Regions from separate parts of the Mus musculus genome. Here region 1 is linked to region 2. Evidence: chromatin contacts called from public Hi-C data. All regions are on one chromosome and are shown on one strand. Each heading gives the region's core, a stretch centred on a gene start, on an enhancer-like site or on the middle of the called end of the contact. The rest is flanking DNA. Distances are from core to core; before and after follow the strand shown. Region 1 has its middle 140 kb from the start of Gm27217. Region 2 has its middle 23 kb from the start of Gm41600.

The links. A called contact is a pair of places that touch in the nucleus more often than the background predicts.
Region 1: a contact with region 2 is called in a Hi-C map of double positive thymocytes, with 8 times the contacts expected there. The contact joins two enhancer-like sites. A contact is called at or near these places in 1 of 15 datasets of contacts at CTCF or cohesin (thymocytes), 4 of 484 Hi-C or Micro-C datasets (the P5424 cell line, double positive thymocytes and embryonic stem cells) and 3 of 115 datasets of contacts at active chromatin or transcription factors (T-cell acute lymphoblastic leukemia, double positive thymocytes and regulatory T cell precursor).

Annotation. Positions count from the first base shown.
Region 1 is chr17:52,460,555-52,464,791 of GRCm38.p6, reverse strand. No RefSeq gene overlaps it. Among named protein-coding and RNA genes, the nearest start is that of Gm27217, 140 kb to the left of the region's middle. Within about 2 kb of position 2,376, at least 29 of the 459 cell types and tissues checked have an H3K27ac peak or open chromatin away from gene starts, as enhancers often do. A contact at or near this core is called in the P5424 cell line, T-cell acute lymphoblastic leukemia and double positive thymocytes, where this site is marked.
Region 2 is chr17:52,279,655-52,283,808 of GRCm38.p6, reverse strand. No RefSeq gene overlaps it. Among named protein-coding and RNA genes, the nearest start is that of Gm41600, 23 kb to the left of the region's middle. Within about 2 kb of position 1,693, at least 9 of the 459 cell types and tissues checked have an H3K27ac peak or open chromatin away from gene starts, as enhancers often do. A contact at or near this core is called in the P5424 cell line, T-cell acute lymphoblastic leukemia and double positive thymocytes, where this site is marked.

The DNA.
Region 1 (4,237 bases), core at 1,127-3,626, 180 kb before region 2:
GAAAGTTCTGCCTTCCTTTTGGACTTGCCTTCATCTCCAGCTTGATTGATGGAAGCAGCTCAACTCTACCTCTTAGTACATTTAATCCTTTCTCTATTCCCATAAGAAATTATTGGTCTAGGGGGAGAAAATTAACTCCTGTTTAAATCATACTACTTTCTGTTAGATTTGGGTTTGTTTGGTCAATTGACATTTGTGGAGTGCTGCTTAAAAGCAAGTGGTAAGAATTCTTGACCCCATGGGAGTTACAACCTGGAGACAGGGAACATGATAAAAAAGCAATCAAATTTAAAATACGGCAGATGAAAATCAAACAATGCCTAATGAGAGCTAATGACAGCACTGTTCATGCATGTATGGGAAATCAAGGAAGTCTCTTAGAAGAGGTGAATGTGACCAGCTCCTGAAGGACAGACAGGCCACTCTGAGCTCCAGTGGACTTGTGCTCAGAAACATATGCTCAGTTGCTCCAATCACATCAAGGCACGACACAAGGGAGGTGAACCTGCCATTTTCCAAAAGCTTAGAAGGCAATAAAAAAAGACTTCTTTTTTACTCTCCGTGAGATTTTGTTCCATGTTTTTCTGTTGTTAAAAATATCCTTTATTAAATCATTGGCTAAACAATCAGTTTCTGAACTGTCTCTAAACTCCATGTGACAAAATAAGAGCTAGAAACTATCTATTCATCTAAGCCCTGAATATTTCACTTAAAATTTGAATGAATTGTTACATCTAAAACTTAGGTCCCTTCAGTTTACACTTTTCCTCTTTCCTTATTTGTTTTTGCTAACTTCCAAGGGCTTCTGTGATCCTTTAAGAGAAAGAAAATGAAGAGCCAGATGGATTTTTGTTGGTTATTATTCTTGTGCAAATGAATTAGATTGCTAATCTCTTGGGGGGGGGGGAGTCAGGGAGAGAGACAGAGACAGAGGGATAGCGACTGAGACTTAGGTAGAGGCAGAGACAGATAAGAAGGGCAAAGTAGAGAGAGACACTGGGTTTGAGGATGGGTTTCCTGCAGAAGTCAGATGATACTAATTAATTTTTTTTAAATGTCCACAAGCTGCTGAGAAGCATGTGCTACGGGGAAACTGCTATAGCCATGCGCCATTCAAACCTGGGTTGTTCTATTGAACAAACAGGCAGAACAAAAGGGAAAGGAATCAGGGGATTGGGCATGGACTCTTTGGGGAGCTTTCGGCCAGGCACCTATTACCTGACAAAGAAACCACATGGAGGACACCTCCCAAGAAACAGTGAAGAAAAGGGAGGGGGAGCTGCTGAAAGCAATGACAGGAAGCCTTAGTTGTTTTGAAGTCCGCTACTTGGAGAAAAGCAAGCCATTCTTTTTAATATTGAAGTTTGGGCTAACTTAAACTGAAGTAGCCCTATTCTCTACTGACCTAGCTGTGCTTCTGACATGACTCATATTGCAAGTGAATGTGAGAGCATCAGAAAGCTTTGTTTGCCCTCAAGAGAAAAAGTAGTATATGAGCAATTACACCTGCATTTGTCTGCGAAATGGGTCAGTAGGTCAGTGTGTCTGCTGCTAAGACTGAGGGTCTGGATTCTGTCCCCGGGATGCATAGAGCAGAGGGAGAAGAATTGACTCCTAAAGCGGTCCTCTGACTTTAACATACATATCCTGGCACAGATGTGCATGCGCATGTTTTACATACGTTACATGTTCATAGGTACAATTAAAAAATAATAATTACTAAAGCTCTGTAGTCTTGATTCCTGGCAACTGACAATGTTGTCCAGGATTGGCAAGACTGCTTCCATTTCTACCCTGAATATTGTTTACCATGTAAAACTTCCAAACAAACTGTGAGGTAAATAAGAATTGTGGCCTGGAAATGCCTTGACAAATACAAAAGCTTTCATTCCTTAAATGGGATCCCTAGAACAGCATTGAGAGAGAATGTTTCTATACCTAGAATTGTATTACACACACACACACACACACACACACACACACACACACTCACACACACACACACACACACACACACACACACACACACATTGCATTCATCTTGTTGCACGGACAGCTACAATTTTTCCTTGATATTTAAAGTCTCATGTATGCAAGAGCAGATTCCTGTCAATGTCGCAGTAGCTTACTTCTCCATTGAATATGATCTTAAAGAGGGGAAAGTCTGTTTAAAGGGGCATCTTCTGGCAGTCGCCACTCTAAGCATGGTTCAACACCGTGAGGACCTGTGCGGGGGCTTTGACAGATGCTACATTAGACCAAGTGTTGTCCCATCAGGAAGTCAGATCGAATAAGTCTATTTGAGAATGGATGAAAGGGGCATGGGAGGCCCATCTGCGAGTAACTGGTCGTGTTGTAGGCTCTTACCCTCAAAGATGAAAATGCCTAAACGAATGAGCACAGTCTAGACTTAATTCTACACCAGAAATGCTCCCTCAGGAGATTATGAATGCTTTGACTTATGGAGTCTAAATACACTTCTGAACCCTATAATGAGAGCCAGACAGCCTTTCCCCCAAATACTCATTAACAACTTCAATTTTTTTTCCCTAAAATACGGACACTACGCTGTTCCAAAGGAAGATTTTTCTCTGCATAAGAGCAATGATGAGCACAGAACAGCTGGGTTCCGCTGTCTCCTCAATCTACAAAGCTTACACCATGCTAAAAATAGGACCAGTGACTGGAACCTGAAGGAAGGGTCTCCAAACCAGGTGCCAGTAGGTATACAGCAGGTTGCACAAAAGTCTAAGCATCAGGAGAGACTTTTCACCGCTCTCGATTTCCTGAACAGCAGTCCTGAAGCCTGGCCACAAGAGGGAACCATTGTTCAAATGTTGGAATCATTTTTTTTTCTTCCCCCTCCCCTCCCCGAGGAACTCAGCCAGCTCAAATCCCTCTTTAATGTAAGAACCTGATCAAAAGGCTTGAACAAAAAAGTAGAGACAGATGTGATCACGGACACAGTTCTATTTTGGATGGCTGAATGATCAGCTTTTAAATACCTGAGTAACCAAAGGTCTGTCATCCAGTAACAGAAACCAGAGAGGCAAGGCCTTGTACTGACAATAGAACGTCGGGCCTTTATTTTATTTCTTTCATTGGTTCTACTTTGTCTGAGCTGAGGAAAACTTTTAAAACCAAACAGCAAATATTAGAATGTAAGGAAACAAACAGAAATGCAGACTTTTAAGCTCAAGATTGTCTCCCGTCTGTAGCAAGTGATAATGCTGATCAGAAACGGGAGAAGGGCGCATGTGTCCTAAGGAGTTCTTGCTTGCAGCCCCGTGAAACAGCGCGACTGGCAAAATGCAGACTAATACGATAGAAGGCATACAGGATGGCTTCCTGGAGGTCGTGTGCCACCAGGCTGGCACAAATCCAGTTTCCCAACCAGAAGAAGGGCAGAATAAACTGGAACGTGCTTGATGCCAGTCGGGCTTTCATAGGAAAACAGATGACGGCTAAGATTATTAATCTTGACAGTTTCCTGATTTATTGGGATGTTGTCATCTTCTCCTTTTGTATAATTTGCCAAATGATCATAGTATTAGACTTAAGGAGGCAGCACCCAGGGCCCCCTTCTTTGGCATTTGCTTCAACAGTAAAACATGAAGGCTTGTTTTGAGGCAAAGGTGGACAAATTGAATTTTCACAGATGTATTATCATTTGAGAAATACCAAGTCATGTTTTATTGTGACTTTTGATGTAAAGATAGCTTTATATGTATTAATTATAGAAAACTGCTCCATTTATTTAATAAATATCAGGCCAAAGGTAAGAAATTTAAAATCGAGGTCTCTAGCAATCAAAAGCAAATGTTACTGCTTAGACTAGGATACTGATAAACAAAGAAAATAATCAGAAAATAGCAGCTAGGTTTAAAAGCCATTCCTCTGCACAGTGATTTCCCAACAAAACAACAACCTGCATGGGAATTCTTTCTTTGAATTGCTCATGTAAAATCACAGAAATAATTTTGAGCTACTTCACCATAGATTCAAAATAAGGAATCATTTGACACATTTTATAAGTGGTTGCCTTCACCAAAGTATTTTTTTATATTCTATTTTTTGTAATCCCTTGCATTTAAAATAGCAACAACAGAAATTAATCTTCAGTTTTTAAAAAGGAATTACAATTAAAGATATTTCCAACTAAAAAGAGACGTTATCCCCAAAACAGGTTTAGCAAACTATAAAATCTCTAAACTTAAAATGCTATAATTGAACCCCC
Region 2 (4,154 bases), core at 444-2,943:
ACATGAGAAAAAGAAAATGATGAACAAAAATGCTGTGGAAAGCTTACTCTTTTCTATGGGGTTTACATTAAAAAAACCAGTCAACACCAATTCGTCATATTAACAAAATAAAAAATGAAACCATTTGATCAGATCATCTCAACAGAAGCAGGAAAACCACTTAACCAACTCCAATACCCACTCAGGATAAAAATTCTCAGAAAAAAAACATTAAATAAATCTTATTCAGACACTCAGCTTCTTGGGTGGTATTAGCAAAATGGTCATGAAGATCTTGGAAATTTAACCAGTGACAGGGGTGGAAAGAAATAGAAAAAATCACCAAATCTCTATGCACTATCCTTCAGTGGTACAGACAGTTGGAGCAAGGCCTTGGGTGAAAACACATCACCACCTACCACGGAAGGCCAGTGGATTCATTTAGTTCTGAAAGGCATGGTCTGATGAGCACAAACAGTACTTAAAAATCACTGAGCATCCTAATTAAGAGCCTACTTCATTTTTATAAAATGTCCTATAAGCCCCAGAGCTCTGTCCATCTTCTACTTCTGGCTACTAACATTATTTTAAAGATTTATTTTCCATTATGAGTCGTGTTTTATGTCAGAGTGTGCACATGTGCATACAGGTACCAAGAGGCTAGAAGGAAGTGTCGCATCCCTTGGAGTTGGGCTTATAGACAGTCCAGCATTGAGTCTTGGGCACTTCTGGGCCATCACTGCAGACTCACCCATCATATTTTTATTTCTCTTGTTTTTCTATTCATATTGTGATTTCTTTTATTTGGTTATAAACTCTTTGGAAAAAATAACTGTGAACTCATCATCTTTGTCTTCCCTTGGAGCTTGAATGCAGAGATTCTCGTGGCTTCTCAGCATTGACTTGTTGAATAAGTCAATAAGTTAAATAAATGGACTGAGATGCCATTCTAAAGTGCAGAGTATGAGCCAGACAAAAGAAGGTTTGTATTCTTGGCCGGGCTCAGTCTTTAATTTCATGCCTGCAGAAGTCTCCACCTCCTTCGCTTTTAGTGTCCTTTCCTCTTAAATGAAGGAATTGGAATTCATTACAGAGTCTTGTGATTTCTCCCAGCTGTGCATTTGTAGCTCGTTATGAATTTTTGAAGACTAACTTGGAAGTGACTTGTCTCTTGCATACATGAACAATGCCATGGCTATCACAGCCTGAAGTTCTTTTCAACATCATGATACGGATGTACAAGAAGCTACCTCTGGGTCTCCAGTAGAAACTGTGGCAGTGACAGAGACAGGTGTTTAAAGTAGGGCATCTTATAGGGCTTCCCACATCTTGTGGTAATGCTGAAGAACAGAAGAACAAAGAAATTTGGGTAAGATAAGAGTGTTGCAGGTGTGCCTGCAGTTAAAGGGTGCAGGGCTGTGAAACTCACCGAGTTTAGAGGGAATGAAACAGAGCTGCAACTCCCCCACCCATACACTTTTTAGAGACGGGATTTACATGGGAACTGTTTCCAGTGTGGGACCAGCCTAATGATTTTATCTCATTCTCTATCTGACTTCCCTCCAGTGAATCTTGTAAAGGAACCAGCTACCTGATCCTTTAATCCAGCTAACATTTTATAAAAGAAGATTCAAATTAGTTTTGCTTATTCCAGATGCTTTATATGCAAATGAGCCTCAGAGTTGGTGCCTGAGTCTAAGCAGACACCATGATGTGATGGAGGAAATACTCCCACCTGACAGCCTTCCCCAAACAATGGTATCATTCTTCTTCTCCATGCTGCTGGTGGCTCCCTCCTCCCAAGAGAAGGCTTTGAGAATGCTCAGGTATCCACTGTGCAGCTCTTCGATTCCCTAGGATGAACTCCAGATTCCTTGTCTGTGTAATTGTCTTCCACTTTCCCCAAACAACATGTGGATCACTACCCGTGCCTTCTATAAAAAGCATTACCTATGCAGTATTAATCAGAGTTTGCAAGTCAAATATTAAGATCATTCCTTGGGGTAATTCGATGGTACAACACTGCCATTTGATTTTCCCCTTTGCAACTCTAACTAGACAAGAGAGACTGAAAATGTTGAGCTAGAAATTATTTATTTAAAGCCACAAGCCAACACACGTAGACTCTGGCTAAAGATTGCTTAATCTCCTCCTAACAAAAGTGGCATCTTAATGCAGAACAGTGTGACACTCCATCCTTGCCTGTAGGCCAGGGCTTCCATTTCCCCATGCAGCCTGGCATTTGCCCTCCAGCATTCCCACGTTACTCCACTCCAAATGGAAGTGCTCTTAATTTCAAATGATTTATTGGGGACAAGTGGGAGGCTAGTCCAATCTAAGTCTGTATTTGACTTTCCACGTCTCTGGGGCAGATTACAAGAAGGTATCTTACACTGTAAAGTGGGGAGGGGTAAAAGAGAAGAGTTAAGTCCAAGGACAGCAACTAAATTGCCAACTGTCAGGGGAACTCCCATGGGGTAATTTCTTACAGATTGGTTCAGTTGGACTATTCAGAATAGAGTACTAACCAGGTGAAACAGCATGGTAGCACTGGCCACTATTTCTTGACACTCCTACTCCCACAGCAATGGCTTGTGTTGCTACCCTTTCTGCATGCTAAAGATATTATCACTTTCTGTATCTCTAGCATTTGTCTATGATCTACTCATATGGAAAGCTCTGAATTTATTATCCTGATCCTTCTGCAGAATGCCAATCAAATAATAGATACTCCAGAAAAATGCTAAGTCAATGAAAGTATGTGGGGTTAGTCCCTACTGTATCTGAGCTAAAGCAGATATGGCTTAAGGAAGAAGGTGTTATATTTAAATAGTGGAATCTGAACTGAGTGAGCATACTGCTTGAGATCTCACCAGCCTTGTGTAGAATATCGGCTGGAAGCTGAAGCATTGCACATCCCCACAGAACATTCTGCAATAGCAGAAATGTTCTCTATCTGAGTTGTTTAATATGCATAGCCACTCATCAGTTCAGCCACTGGACATGTGACTTTCAATGCTACTTAGTTTTGATAAATTAGTTTACATAGTTGCATGGGACTTAGTTGCTTATAAGACAGCATAGGTTTGGAGATATCCCCAGAAATTACTCTTTGATATTTTTCAGAGGGAAAAGTATATTGCTCACATGTGTGCGTGTACTTGCTATGTTACAAGGGGTTGCTGACCAACTTAGGGTATGCAGAGTGTGGTTATTATGAGGGTATCTTTCAAGAAAGACGGACTTCTTTTAGAGTTTTTGGCTTTGCACTCACTAGCTATAAGACCTTGAATACCTCGATGTTACTATTGGCAAGCAGAGTTCACCATGCTGCCAAGTGTATCAGATTAAAAAACCTTAATTTTCTGGGAAAGATAGAATAGTGTCAACATCATTCTAAAAATGAGTTGTTGATGTGTGGTATCCTACTAAAAAAATCTGTATGATTTTAGGCACCACACACTTACATTTACATGCAGGCACACATACATATACAACTCATGCCCAAGTATTCACACATGCATGTGCCCCCCACACACACAAGTGAACACACATATATATCACACCTACTATGTACTGCAGTTATGATTCTTCCTCCTTTATTAAAAAAAAAAAGTATGTCACTTGTCCTAACTACAAGCCTTTGACCTAATGACTCTGACAAGAGAGCTGCAACATCATTTCGTCAAAGGAGCTAGTCAGACAATATATTCTGGCCACAGTTTCCCCTCCCCCAACGTCTCTCAGATCCTTCCAATTTCCCCACCCATCCAACTCAATGCCCTTCCTTTCTCTCACTCTTTAAAAAAGCAGAAAGTAAAATAAAAACCAAACTAGAATAGTAAAAATGGAAAAAACAACACACAAGAAACACACACAACAAAAGATATAGAAACACAAAACTGGAAGCCATAACATTTAAAAAAAAAAAAAAGATTAGTGAGACTTGTCCAAATCAAAAAATATGAGACAAAAAAAAACCAAAACAAACAATCAAACAAAAACAACAACAACAACAAAAACCCTCTACCATTGAGTTTCTTTTGTGTTGCTCATCAGATGCTGGACATAGCACCCACTCTTAAGTGTGGTTAATATCTACAGTGAGACTCTATTGGAAAAAAAGTAAGTTTTCCTTTGCAAATAGACGTCAGTGGAATATCTCCTTGGTTATG